Regions from separate parts of the Mus musculus genome. Here region 2 is linked to region 1. A link is a contact called in public Hi-C data. All regions are on one chromosome and are shown on one strand. Each heading gives the region's core, a stretch centred on a gene start, on an enhancer-like site or on the middle of the called end of the contact. The rest is flanking DNA. Distances are from core to core; before and after follow the strand shown. Region 1 overlaps Adamtsl1 (ADAMTS-like 1). Region 2 overlaps Saxo1 (stabilizer of axonemal microtubules 1).

What was found. Hi-C and Micro-C count contacts between places; a contact is called where the count stands out from the background.
Region 2: a contact with region 1 is called in a Hi-C map of uterus, with 1.9 times the contacts expected there. The contact joins two enhancer-like sites. A contact is called at or near these places in 7 of 484 Hi-C or Micro-C datasets (cortical neurons, nephron progenitors and uterus), 1 of 115 datasets of contacts at active chromatin or transcription factors (differentiating embryonic stem cells) and 1 of 9 other capture datasets (adipose tissue).

What each region holds. Positions count from the first base shown.
Region 1 is chr4:86,228,008-86,234,546 of GRCm38.p6, forward strand. Adamtsl1 (ADAMTS-like 1) reads left to right here. Exons shown (of 29, transcript NM_001368621.1): 8 at 1-47; 9 at 4,546-4,684. Among named protein-coding and RNA genes, the nearest start is that of Adamtsl1, 180 kb to the left of the region's middle. Within about 2 kb of position 2,999, at least 2 of the 459 cell types and tissues checked have an H3K27ac peak or open chromatin away from gene starts, as enhancers often do. A contact at or near this core is called in uterus, where this site is marked.
Region 2 is chr4:86,531,169-86,537,707 of GRCm38.p6, forward strand. The region is part of intron 1 of Saxo1 (stabilizer of axonemal microtubules 1); the gene reads right to left. Among named protein-coding and RNA genes, the nearest start is that of Saxo1, 24 kb to the right of the region's middle. Within about 2 kb of position 3,128, at least 7 of the 459 cell types and tissues checked have an H3K27ac peak or open chromatin away from gene starts, as enhancers often do. A contact at or near this core is called in uterus, where this site is marked.

The DNA of each region.
Region 1 (6,539 bases), core at 1,749-4,248:
ATGGAGGGAAACAGACTTCTTTCCTTGCTCAGCAACGTGTGGTGGAGGTAACCGTGTTCACTTATCCTATCTAGCCTAGGCCTCTGTGAGGAAAAAGCTGGATGTTATAAGAGTGGATCAACTTCAGCATGGATGAATCTCTTCTTCTGAAAGGAGCCACTTCCTGAAGCCACCTGTGAGGTGCCCCAGGGAGCTTTTCCTTTTTCGGATGCTCATAGCACACACCTCTTTCCTTGAGGATGCTCATAGCAAACACCTCTTTCCTTGGCATTGTGGAAAGGTGGGAGTAGTGGTATCCTCTCCAACAGCAGCTTTGCAGTACAGTGCTTGCTTTCATCTCAGCCTATACTTCTTCAAGAAGCAAGTGAAGATACTTGCCAGGCTCGACCCATTAGAGAAAGTTTTATTACCAGAAAAAAAAAATCACTCCATTGTTGACTTAAGCTAGGTTATATTTTGCCTGTACCCATCACTGCACACTGAAAGACATGCATTCAGTCCATATATCCTTTGTGGTGTGTCTCTCCTGAAAAGTCACAGAGAGAATTCCTGTCCCTACACTGTCACATCCATGTCACACCCAGCGTCTTGTGTTACTAGAAAAGGTTTCTTCCTATTTCCTGATTTTTGTAATTATAGAGGATGTATGTCATATTTCTTTGACATTTTTTAGTCATTTCCTTGTAGTAGATCACTTGGTTCTTTTAAATGTTGTACCATTATAATATAATAAGTAACATAATGCCTAAATGATTTTATCATTCACAAATTCCCCTGGGATGAATACTCAATGATATGGTTACTAGATAAAGGAGTTTGAGAAGTTTTATGGATGCATTTATTACCAAAATCTTTCCAGAAAATTAATTGTGTGAATATGTTAGATTGTCAACATTTGTGAGTTATCTTTTGTTTTCCATTTTAATTGGTCTAAAATTACATATATATGCCTTTGAAAATTGGTATCTCTGATTAATTCTTTCTCTATACTTTTGTGGCAGCTGGTTGACTGACTAATTTTAAATAGTTCACCCATATTGGAATTATTTACAATAGTTAAAATCATAAATTGGGGCAAATGATTGTCTATCACTTTTTTAAAACATAAGGATATATGACATAATTTGCTGGGCAGTGATGGCGCACGCCTTTAATCCCAGCACTTGGAAGGCAGAGGTAGGTAGATTTCGGAGTTCGAGGCCAGCCTGGTCTACAGAGTGAGGAGCAAGTTCCAGGACAGCCAGGACTATATAAAGAAACTCTGTCTCAAAAAAACAAATATGTATGTATATATACATATATATACATATACATATATATGTACATATATATGACATAATTAATATATTTAGCTTTTTATCTTTATCGTTATCATATGAACAAAACACTAATTGTGCTTCTAAAAGCAGTATTGGATTTTGTCTTAGGATTTCTATTGCTGTGATAAAAACACCATGACTAAAAAGCATCTTGAGGAGGAAAGAGTTTATTTGGTTTATACATTCTGATTATACTGCATCATAAAGAGAAGTTAGGGCAGGAACCTGAAGGTAGAAACTGAAGCAAAGATGGTGTAGAAACATTGTTCCCCATGACTTGTTCAGCCTGCTTTCTTATACCATCCAGAACAACTTGTCCAGGGTGGTACTACCCACAGTGCACTGGGCCCTCTTATATCCATCATTAATCAAGTGTACCAAAAAATTGTCCACAAGAAATCAGATGGGTGTGTTTTCTTAGTTGAGGTCTGTCTTCTTAACTGACCCTAACTTATGTCAAGTTGATATTCAACCTAATCCACACAGATTTTTAACTTAAAAATAATGAGTCAAATGCCATCAAGATTGTTTGCATTTCCATACACTAGTATTTCTATAGTGGATCTAGCTGACCTTGAATAAAATTTCCTTTTTTAAAAATAAACTGCCAGGCTGAAGAAATGGCTCAGCAGTCAAGAGATTGTGATAAAAGCAAGAAAACCAGAGTTCAGAGTAAAGATGACTGGAATCTAGTTAAATACTGTGTAGATGTGGCAGAGTCAGGGGAATTCCTAGAGCAGACTGGCTATCTAGGCTGACAAATCACCAAGCTCTGGAGTTGATTGACACCTTGAGAAGGATGTGATACAGGAGCAATTGAGGATGGTTCTAGGTATCAATATGGAGCCTCCACATGCAAGTATACACACACACAGACACACACACACAGACACACACACACAGACACACACACACACACACACACACACACACACCACAAGAAAGGGAGAGAGGAAAGGAAGGAGGAAGAGAGAGAGAGGGAGAAAGAGAGAGAGAGAGAGAGAGAGAGAGAGAGAGAGAGAGAGAGAGAGAGAGAGCTGGGGAAAAGGAAAGAAAGCTCCCAATTATAATATTGTTTTATGAGAATAAATTTCTATAGATTCATGAGTCATGCAGAAAACAAAACAAACTTCAATGAAAGGTCATCTAATGTAATATTTTTTTCTTTTTAAAATGTAAACCATACCTTTCATAAAACAGCAATTCAACTGCATGTACCCTATTATCCTTTTCACACAGAATTGCTATGACAGTATAATTTCAGTAACCTTGACAATGACTTACTATTTAAATAAAGCAATTAGTGTTTCATTCTATTTCGTACCACACTGGGCCTTATTTTTCTCACATGTAAGAGTACAGCTATCCGTGGTTTTCCAGTGTCAAGCCTCTGTTCATAGGAAGTCTTCGCAGGAAGCCTGAGTATAAGCAAAAGTCCCCTTGTTGTGTGTAAGGGGTGTAGGGTCTTTCTTTCACTCCATGGACCACTCTTATGATCTCTGAGAAATAAGCTGTCACACACACACACGCACACACACACACACACACACACACACACACACACGTGTGTGTGTGTGTGTGTGTGTGTGTGTGTACTTCAAGTGGCTGGCCACTTCACCATGTGTAGAGAATGTTCTACAAGAACTCCCAGGCGAGCCTCGGAGGACACTGTCATTTGACCACACTGGTCCATTGCTTCACTCCATGACTTTACTTCCTAGTGTGTGAGAGCATCAAAGCAGAGGGCTTGCGTTCGGGAATGATGATTTCCAAGCACCATACCCTCAGCCTAAGAATTTATTATTTCTTCCCACATTTTACTACCGGATGAATTCTGTCCTTACAGAGAAACTATTCTCTGCAAAACTCCAAAGTGTTTGTCTTCTAAAACTGCCGCTTTGGAGGATGATGGAGACAAGAAGTAAAAGTGTGTTGACTTCTCTGAAATGTCATTTTGCTACTTAGCTGTTCTATAAAGCCAAACGTTAGCTGGATGTGCGTTCCTGCCCACTGCTTTTGCTTCTCTTTTTGCTTCTCTTTTTGCTTTCATCTTCCCAGTAGAATTTTTAAAGGTCTTTTTTTAGGTCTTTAATGAACAATTAACTTTTTGTGGGTGGTCTGAGAACATAGCCTCAAGCCAGGAAATCTGGCTTCAAAAGCCTCCTTCTGACTTCCTAAAACCTCTGCAAGTCTCCCAATGATTTCAATCTTGTTTCCGAATACATATTTAGTAATAACTCATCTACCTGCCAGGAAATTTGGGGGGTTGGGGAGGGTTTGGAATAAAAGGCTACAGACCTTTAAAATCCTTGCTATATACTTATTTTCACTCCAAGAGTATAAGTCTTCATCTCTACTTTCTGTAACATCTCAAAACAGGTGAGAAAGATCAAACACGTTAGGAGTAAAATTAAATATCACTCGGCAACTTTTTGGAAAGAGATTTATCAAAACAATGGAAAAGGAAGCCTACAAAGTATGAGCCAGATACTTAATCTGAGGAGGAATGACAAAGTATTTTGGAAAAAGTAAAGTTAAATACTAGGAAGGAGGGCTTGGGAGGACCTTTCGGGTTTTTTTATTTGCATTTTTTGGTATGTTTGGTTTTATCGTTTTAATTCTGTAAGGAATTAAGATTCAGGATAGCTATTATGGGGACTTTAACAGTCTGTTTACTTAGATCAATTCATTCAGGTTGAATTTAAGCAGCCTAGTAGAACCTGACTCAGGTGGGACCTGATTCATAAGTCTCCATTGTTCAAAGAGGGGAAATTGAGATTTATTTTTATTTCATTTATTCACTTATTACTTACTTTATTAATGAGTTTTGAGTTGATTCTTCCTGGCAGCCCCAGAGACAAAGAGGCAATTTAGCATCCTTTTATAATAAGCTTGGTTAAAAACAAATACTAATAGTGTCTTTCCATTATTTTTGTAATTATATTAAATAAACAAATATTTCTTGCCACAGAGTTTTATAATCTGACTATGTTCTTGTATAACCCATCCCTGTAATATAATTGAAATAATTAAAATGAGCAGATTACTTGAGAAAAATGTAGAATTTGAGTCCTATAACATTAGTGGCCCTTCCAATTATATATTTGCTTTTTCTTCGAAATAACTTAGACGTTGGGAATAATATCCTTAACTTAGCCCAGAGTCATGCAGAAGTCCATTGTGCTGACACACGCTTTAAGCAACCTGGCTGTGCTGATGTTTACAGGCTACCAGCTGACGTCTGCCGAGTGCTATGATCTACGGAGTAACCGTGTGGTGGCCGACCAGTACTGTCACTACTACCCCGAGAACGTCAAGCCCAAACCCAAGCTTCAGGAGTGCAACTTGGATCCTTGTCCAGCCAGGTCAGTCCAGTTTACCTGTTTGTGTATGATAAATCAGGTTCCCAGTTAGCTTCTTAGATGAAAGTGGATATTTAACTTAAAAATAAAGGACATTGCCCTGTCCAGCGTCCCCACCATTAGTGGCACCCATGCTCCTGGCTCCTGCTGTCTTGTGACGAGACCTTAGGGTCTGTGGATTTTCTTTCTGTAAATGTTCTTCAACGAGAAGTCCTCTCTTTCTCCTTTGATTGTCTTCACATCCTGACATCTTGTTTCTCCCCCTTGATAAAGCCCAGTGAACGAACATCTTGGTGTCTCAGCCAGTGCGATACCTTACTGTCTCACAATGCTTCCCGTTCTTTTCCCTGTCTCTGATCAGGGATGCAATCACAGAAGAATGCATGTCAGGACCATAATCAATCCATTCTTGCATAATCAATTCACACAATTAATTAGGGTCAGAGCCAGCCGCAAAACAGTTTTTGCTATCTTTGAAAGAACACTTAGCCTTTGCTCCATAGGAGCTAGGGCTGATTGCCAAGTCAAGTTTTCTTGAGGATCTTTGTAATTAAAAGCTCTAAAGAAGTAAACCTTTAACACCTTCACACACTAGTGTTTGTTTTAGAGAAGCCATAATTGGGCCCCAGTTCTTTTCAGGCTCAGGAAGCAGGCAGACTGATGAAGTGCCCACATGTGAGTAACTGTTGATGTGCAGGTGGGGAATCTGCCTGAGGAGGGCGGTGCCTTCGCTTGGGGCTTCAAACACTGCTGAGTGATTCTTGGCAGTTGTACTTTTACACACCCACAACTTCCTAGAGAGCATCCAGGAAAACCTTCCTCCACAAAAGCAATCACCAGTTCACAAATAGCAATGGCCAAAACATCCTTTCTTATTAGCGATTTCTATGTCATATTTTCAGTCAAGTCTTGCTAAGTATGTGTACATGAAAGAAAAGTTCTGAAGAACTAGGCTGCTACATGGGTGGAGTAGGTGGAGAATGGTCTCTCGTACATTGTGAGAGATGCAACTTTTGTATTCCATTGCTAACTTATGTATGCTTATGTACTTAAGAGTTAAGAGTATGCTTATGCTCTTTCTACCATGAGTTCTAAATTATATATGTGATTTGAACTTACTATTAATAATTAATGTTTAGAAACCATAGACATAAATGTAAACTCATTGAAGGAGCATAAAGAATAGATACTTTATAGCTTGACATTCTAGTTTAATTTAGCTTTGTGTTTACATCAGGGTATTGGATAGTAAATGTTAGGTGTAATATAAAAGTAAATAAGGTATTAAATGTTTGCTTTGTTTGCTTTAGAAATATTGAGCAGTTGAAATATTTTTAACTATTAGTGAACCTTATTTTGGAAATGATTCGATGTATACATTTTTATCCATCTCTATAACAGGAAAGAACAGATTTATCCCAATTCAGATGAGCGTTCATTATTCCCAGCTCAGTCACAGAGAGACTAAAAGCTTCACCTAGTCGTGTGAAATTTTATATGTTCATTTCTAGGAGAGATAGATTCATTTCCCCACAGTTCCATTGAGCTTTTCCTTGCTTGGGAAAACATGCCTTCAGTGAAGAGATAGCTATGAAAGAGGGCTTGAAATGAAAGCACTGTTGTTAACAATTGGAAGAAAATGTTTGTAATGAGAAGAATTTATCCTTTGTTTCCAGTCTCTGATCTTTACCCACTCTTCTCTGTGGGAGTAACATTTTTGGCCCATTTCTTATTGTCCAAAAGCAAAAAAAAAAAAAAAAAGCTACATTGAAAGGCTGCCTGTTCAGTCTATATTCTGTGTCATTTTAAAATATCTAATATAGCACAGGCATACATGTTGGGGACAGGTGGCTATCAA
Region 2 (6,539 bases), core at 1,878-4,377, 300 kb after region 1:
TTATTGATGTTATCTGAATCCTAAAGTCACCCAATAGCCATGGTTATTAATATAGATTTATCATACAGAACTTCAAAATATACATTTTTATAGAGATGGCCAATTCTAATTCCAGAACATGAGCTTCAGGAAAATGTACTTTTTTAGGTATTCGGTGTACATGTGCTCTTTGAATGTTTTAGTACTTTTGAACTTTGTTAAAAATAAATAACCCCTAAGCAGAATGGCAACTTCACTTCAGCCCACACTGGTGTAAAGTGTCTATCTGAAAAGCACCACTGGGAGGCTCTGAGCACGTGGGTGGTGTGCAGCTTTCTGCAGAGCTGGGGAATACAATAAACTCTTTACATCCCTCAATGCTACCTCTACTTCATGGCTGAAGAGGCTGTTGAAAGATAGGACAGATGGGAGACGGGAGATGGTTTGTTTGTGTTCCACATAGGAAAGTTTCTTTACCCATCTTACCTGACTTCAGCTTCAAACAGACATTCAGATGGGCTGTTGCTGTAGATGGTCTCCTGGTCACACTCTACTCCTAATTTGAACTTCTGGAGATCGTCAACAAGAGACTACTAGTTGGAAAGTGGTCTGAAGTCTATGGAATGATAATTGGAATTGAACGTAATATACGAGTTCTTTCTAAAGCACCATTACCATTAAAATATCAATAACTCAGTAGTAGGATGCATCATACAATTCATATATATATACATATACACACACACACACATATATATATATATATATATGAGAGAGAGAGAGAGAGAGAGAACCAGGGATAGTGTTCTACCTTCCTGTAAGGCTTCCATTAACTTGTATGCACACTAGGAGAATTAAACTAAAATATGTTATCTGCTGGCTGTTGGGGAGAATATCTATGTCATTCCTAGTTTCCAGGAATATCAGATGAATGTGATATACATGTGTCTTTTCCATCGTCTCCCTGCATGCGTGTCTGTCCTTTAATCCACATCTCACCTTTTTGACAAGAATATTAGTCCTAGTATACAGGACCATTCTGATGACCTCATACTACCTCGATGACCTCCGTAAAAACCCTTCTCCAAATAGGGTCACATTTTGAAGTCAATACACAAACCAACCCTAAAACACAAGAAGTATGCAGCTTTGCTGCCCTAATTAACCACTATTTCACAAGTCTTATTCCCCTACCCCCATGTGGCCATACCTTCTAAGGTGAAGAGCCAAGGGCTTCTCCAAGTAAGACATGAGGAAATGGGTAGACCACAAGCAGCAAGGATGAAGGAAATGACAGCCATCTCAAATGGGAACTATTCTGGTGAGTTGGCGAGTTAAGATTTCATTTTAAATTGTCCCTTACACTTGTGTGTGATTCCACAAATGACCACAGCCACAGCTACTGTGTGGGCTGCCCTATTAGGGACTGCTGAGGCTTGAGCAGCCCCAGCCTCTACCTTGATGTTCAGTATAGTGGCTCAATCCCCTTGTATCATAAAGGAATGAACAGACATGTGCCCTTTAATCACCAGAGTGAAAGGCATCCCAGCCAGAGCCAAGATGTAGATAGAAGTGAGGCATGGTATCCCATGCAACTGCAGAGCAAGGGCTGGCAAGATGATCAGTGAGCAGGAGCACGTGCTGTACAGCCATAAGAACCCAAGTTGGAATCTTCAGCACCCACGTAAAAAGCCAAGTGTGGCCATGAATGCATCTGTAACTCCAGCCTTGGGAAGGCTGGAGGCAGGAGGATTGGTAAAGCCTTCTGGCCACCAGCCTAGCTCCAGGTTCAGTAAGAGACCTTGTCTCAAGCAGATAAAGTAGAGAACAATAGTACAGGACATCTGAAGTCCTTCTCCAGCATCCTCCTGTGCACACTCATATGCTTGCACTCACACGTGCATCATATACACAAAAAGAAAGAAAATAAACACTGTGGCTTCCATTCCAGCGCAGGATGACACCACAGGGGGGAAAAAAAACAGACATTGCCATGGGGAGAATTTCAACTGAAAATAACGTAAAACATTAAGAAGGCAAGGAAGACACCTACTAAGCACTTCACATGAAGTTAGGAATTGTATTAGCTACTGTACTCATCAATATTTGAAGTCATTTCCATTTAGCTTATCCCCAACTTATAGAAGATGAAACTAAAGCTTGGGAAATTCCAGGCTAAAAAAAAAAAAAAAAAAAAAAAAAAGTCCAGGATCCTCAACTCATCAGGAAAACTAAAGGTATTAGTGACACAGAACACAAGGACACTGAATCAAGAGTTGAAGAAGAAAAGCAAGCCTGTGCAATAGGTAAAACCTATCTTCTGAATATTACTGATCCTAATTTAAATGCAAAAGTATGGATAGTCCAGAAGGCAGAAATCAGAGGAATCATATTTCAAAAATATCAAGTATGCGCAGATTCTTGGCAACAAAATAAAACACATTACTGTGGCCAAAGAAGAAACATTCCAAATGGGCTATAATGGATCGTATTTGAAGCTATGCACGGGAGGGTGTGTTTGCGTATGTGTGTTTTCGCATGCACATTTTCCCCTGGAGCCATTAAAACCTCAGGAAAAAATTATGACAGCAATGTGCCATGTATGTAAAAGATGGATGGGTTAAAGTTACTGTTTTCTTAGGACCTGCCTGGCATTTGACAGCCACACACCAGTGCACTCTCTGGAAAGATTTAGGGCCTGTGCTGTAAAATTATTTATTAGTTGTTATTTATGCTACGTGCTCCTTGGCAGACCACCCAATGCTGTAGCAATAAAGGGAGTCACACTGCATCTCTCCAAAACAATCAAAAAACCAAGGAGTCCACCTTTGGGTACCACTATTGAAGGATGTGGCTTTCCGGCAGGAAAGGATGTTATGTTTTTTGACTGTTCTAAGGACCCAGGGAAATGGAAATGACCAAGCCCGGCAGGAGACTTCTCTGTTCAGAGTAAGCATGCCTCCTTTAGGGGCTTCAGTTCTGCCATCCGTAAAAGGAAAGACTGCTACAACAGTCTCTCAGTCCTTTCCCCTCTGAATCCTGGGTTTTAAAAAAGACTGGAACCTGTTAGCAGCCCCACACTAACCCCAGGATGTGATCGGAGGCTGACCTCAGTGCCTGGGGGCCTCAGGCTCTGACAGCCTGCCAGCACCTCCTCGCTCTGCCTCCCAGTTTGGCTTGTTAGGGAGTTAACAAGGCATGTTTGAACATTCCTGAAGGCCTCAACAGAAAAGCTCATCGTGCGGTGCTTAATATCATTAGATATGTCAAAGCTGTGGTCCACCAGGACATCCAAGAGCAGATCAAGTTCTCTTCTTAAAATGTCAAACATAACTACAGAATGCCATGTTGCTCCTACTAATGTTTTTTTTAATATTTATGTGTTTTATTTAAATAAATATGTGATTGGTTAATGAAGTAAATACCTCCCTCCCAATGTCCCACCTTCAGACATTGTTTCTGAATGATTTCTTTAAATGATCTTATGAACCCTAACACAAATATCTTCTTCAGTACATAGAGCTATCCCACAGTCCTCTCCCCACTTACAGTGACCAACAGCCCACCCCACCCCACCCCTGGCTGAAGGCAGCATCAACCAAAGTCTCACTTGTGGAATTCTTTACTTGGGAAGCTAAGTACTGGCCTTATTTTTCTAAGGATAAAATGGACCAGTTACCTAACTCACCAAGCACTTAGGCTGACCTTCCAGTTAGGACATTTGATTCCAAGTTCCACTTCCACCCATGTGGTGGCGTGAGTAAGGTTAGTCGCCATAGACTCACATATCTGAATGTGTAGAGTAGCAGTAGGAAGTGTGGCCTTGTTGGAGTAGGTATGGCCTTTTTGGAGGAAGCCTGTCACTGGGGGGTGGGCTTTAAGATTTCAAATGCTCAAGCCAGACCCAGTATCACTCTCTTCCTGCTGCTTGCTGATTCAGATATAGAACTCTCTGCTCCTTTTCCAGCACCATGTCTTGCCTGTACACTGTCTTGCTTCCTACCATGATGATAATGAACAAAACCTCTGGAGCAATAAGTAAGCCCCATCGAAATATTTTCCTTTATAAGAGTTTGTAGTGGTCATGGTGTGTCTTCATAGCTATAAAAACCCTAGCTAAGACACTCACTAATACAGGCTAATGTTAAAGAGTACCAAGGGACTTGCTATCATTCCTTTTCTTAAGTCTTAACCTGATCGCAGCCCAGTCCCTTCCAGGGACCAAGTCCTACACTAGGCACACAGAGCTCATAGTGCTTTCAACGCATTCTCAAATATTTCACATATAGAAATGTCTGTATAGGGCCTGAGAAGGCTCAGTGGATAAAGCACATGCAAGCACGAAGACTGGAGTTTAGGTTCCCAGACCTCATGTAAAAGCCCCACAGAGATGACGGCCATCTGTAATCCTAGCACTGGGGAGCCAAAGAAGGCATCCCAAGGCAAGCTAGCTAGACTGACAGGAAATTATAAGCCTCAGGTTCACTGAGACTCTGTAGAAAGCTACCAGAAAGACAACTGACATCAATTTTGGGCCTCTACATACAGACACACACACACACACACACACACACACGTACATGCATCCTCCTCCCCACCCCACACACACCATGTATACCCAATACTGCATATTCATATTAAATACCTGATGAGTTTAGAGTAAGAACTCATTTGCTCTGGCAACAAGAACAATACTTAAAGTAAAATGAAATTTTAGACACACAGAGCAAAAAGGCATTCCTTCTCTATGTTGGAGGGAAAACTACAGCATAACAGTTTGTTACCAAAGATCACAAAATTTTCTATAAATAGATAAATAGATAGATAAGTAAATTAATTAATTAATTAAAAAAACAAGGGCTTTGGCATCCAAAAGAATATTTTAAAGGGGCATGCAAACAAGAAAACAATGAAATTTTTTTCAAACATTTTACTCTGTAAATTTCTAAATATAGAAATAATGGTGTGATTAATCTGTAGCTATGTCTCATCCATTCCTCACAGTTACTCAAATGTTATCACATGTCTAGATTCTTTTCTCTTTCTTGAAAACTTTTAAAGTAAATCCCAGAAATTATGCAGTGCACTTCCATATGAATCTCAAGAGAAAGCATTTGATGAGGGGTTTTCTGGGTTTTTTTTTCTTTCTTTCTTTTGGTTTTCCAAGACAGGGTTTGCCTGTGTAGCCCTGGCTGTCCTGGAATTTGCTCACAGGCTGGCCCCACAGATTCACCTACCTCTGCCTCCTGAGTGCTGGGATAAAAGGCGTGCACCATCACCACCCAGCTTGATTAGACCAGACCAATTTTTCATTGACTAAAAACATCTCAGTTAGAAGCATATTTTTGTGACAGGATAAAGGGCACATATGAAAACACCATGCAGGCTTCAGACTTGGCAATGAAAGGCTGAAGACCGCCCTTCAGTCGGAGAGAAGTCTAGAGCCCACGTCAGCACCAGTAGCCGACATAAGACTGAAAGCTCAAGCCAGACATTTTAGGTAATAAAAAACATAAAACCATGCCATGAGAAAGGAGGACATGAAACTAACTATCTCTGATCACAGCTACTGCCTGTATATGAGATGATAAAACATTGTTTAACCTTTGGTGCTAACAATTTTACTGAAGTATCAAAGTATGAAACACAAAACTCAGCAGAACTTATGTACACTCGCAATGAACATCTAAAAAAAATTAAGTATTTTAGTTATAGAAAAATGAAATATTTTGGAATAAGCTTAACCAGGGAAGTGAAATACATATACTAAACACTGTAAAACATCACTGGGAGAAATTAAAGAAAATACAGATGAAGAGAAAGATATCCCATGTTCATGGACTAGACGACCTGATAGTATCAACCTGACAATTGGGAGCCCTCGAGAGAACTCTGCCTTTCAAGGCTGAAGCTTCAAACTGATAACACAAACCACAGTAATTTACAGATTCCATACAAACCATCCCTGCCCCCCCCCTTTTTTTTCTCTTCTAGAAATAGAAAACCATCCTAAAATTTGCATAGACTCCCAAGGGACCTCAAGTAGCCAAAACAGACTTGAAAGTGAGAAGGTTGGAGAATTCAAGCTTCTTAGTTTCAGACGTCCCGGGAGTCTGCAGGGGGTGTGGGGAGTTATCATGTATGAAGTACAGCTTCATCTGGCCCTGACAGGACGTTTCTGGAAAGGGAGAATGCTAATAGTTTCACCACATTATAAATTTAGTGGTGTCACTGAATTGTACACTTAAAATTGGCTTAAATGGGAAGTTTCACATTTCATCTCTATATTATCACACTAGAACTTCATCTTTAAACAATACATGAATTTTCTTAGGCTAGTGGAACATTTTTCCATATTTTAGACCTCGTGACCTCAAAACTAAGTCTGGCTCAGTTCTAAAACACTCAAGACTCCTCTCACCCAGTCCATTCCAGAATCTCATCCTATGCAATGAATTTACATCTTAGAGAATCTTACCTTCTTAGGAATAATTTCCATAAGCATCAGTTAAAATTGAAAGTTGCTGAGGCTGGAGAGATGGCTCAGCAGTTAAGAGTAC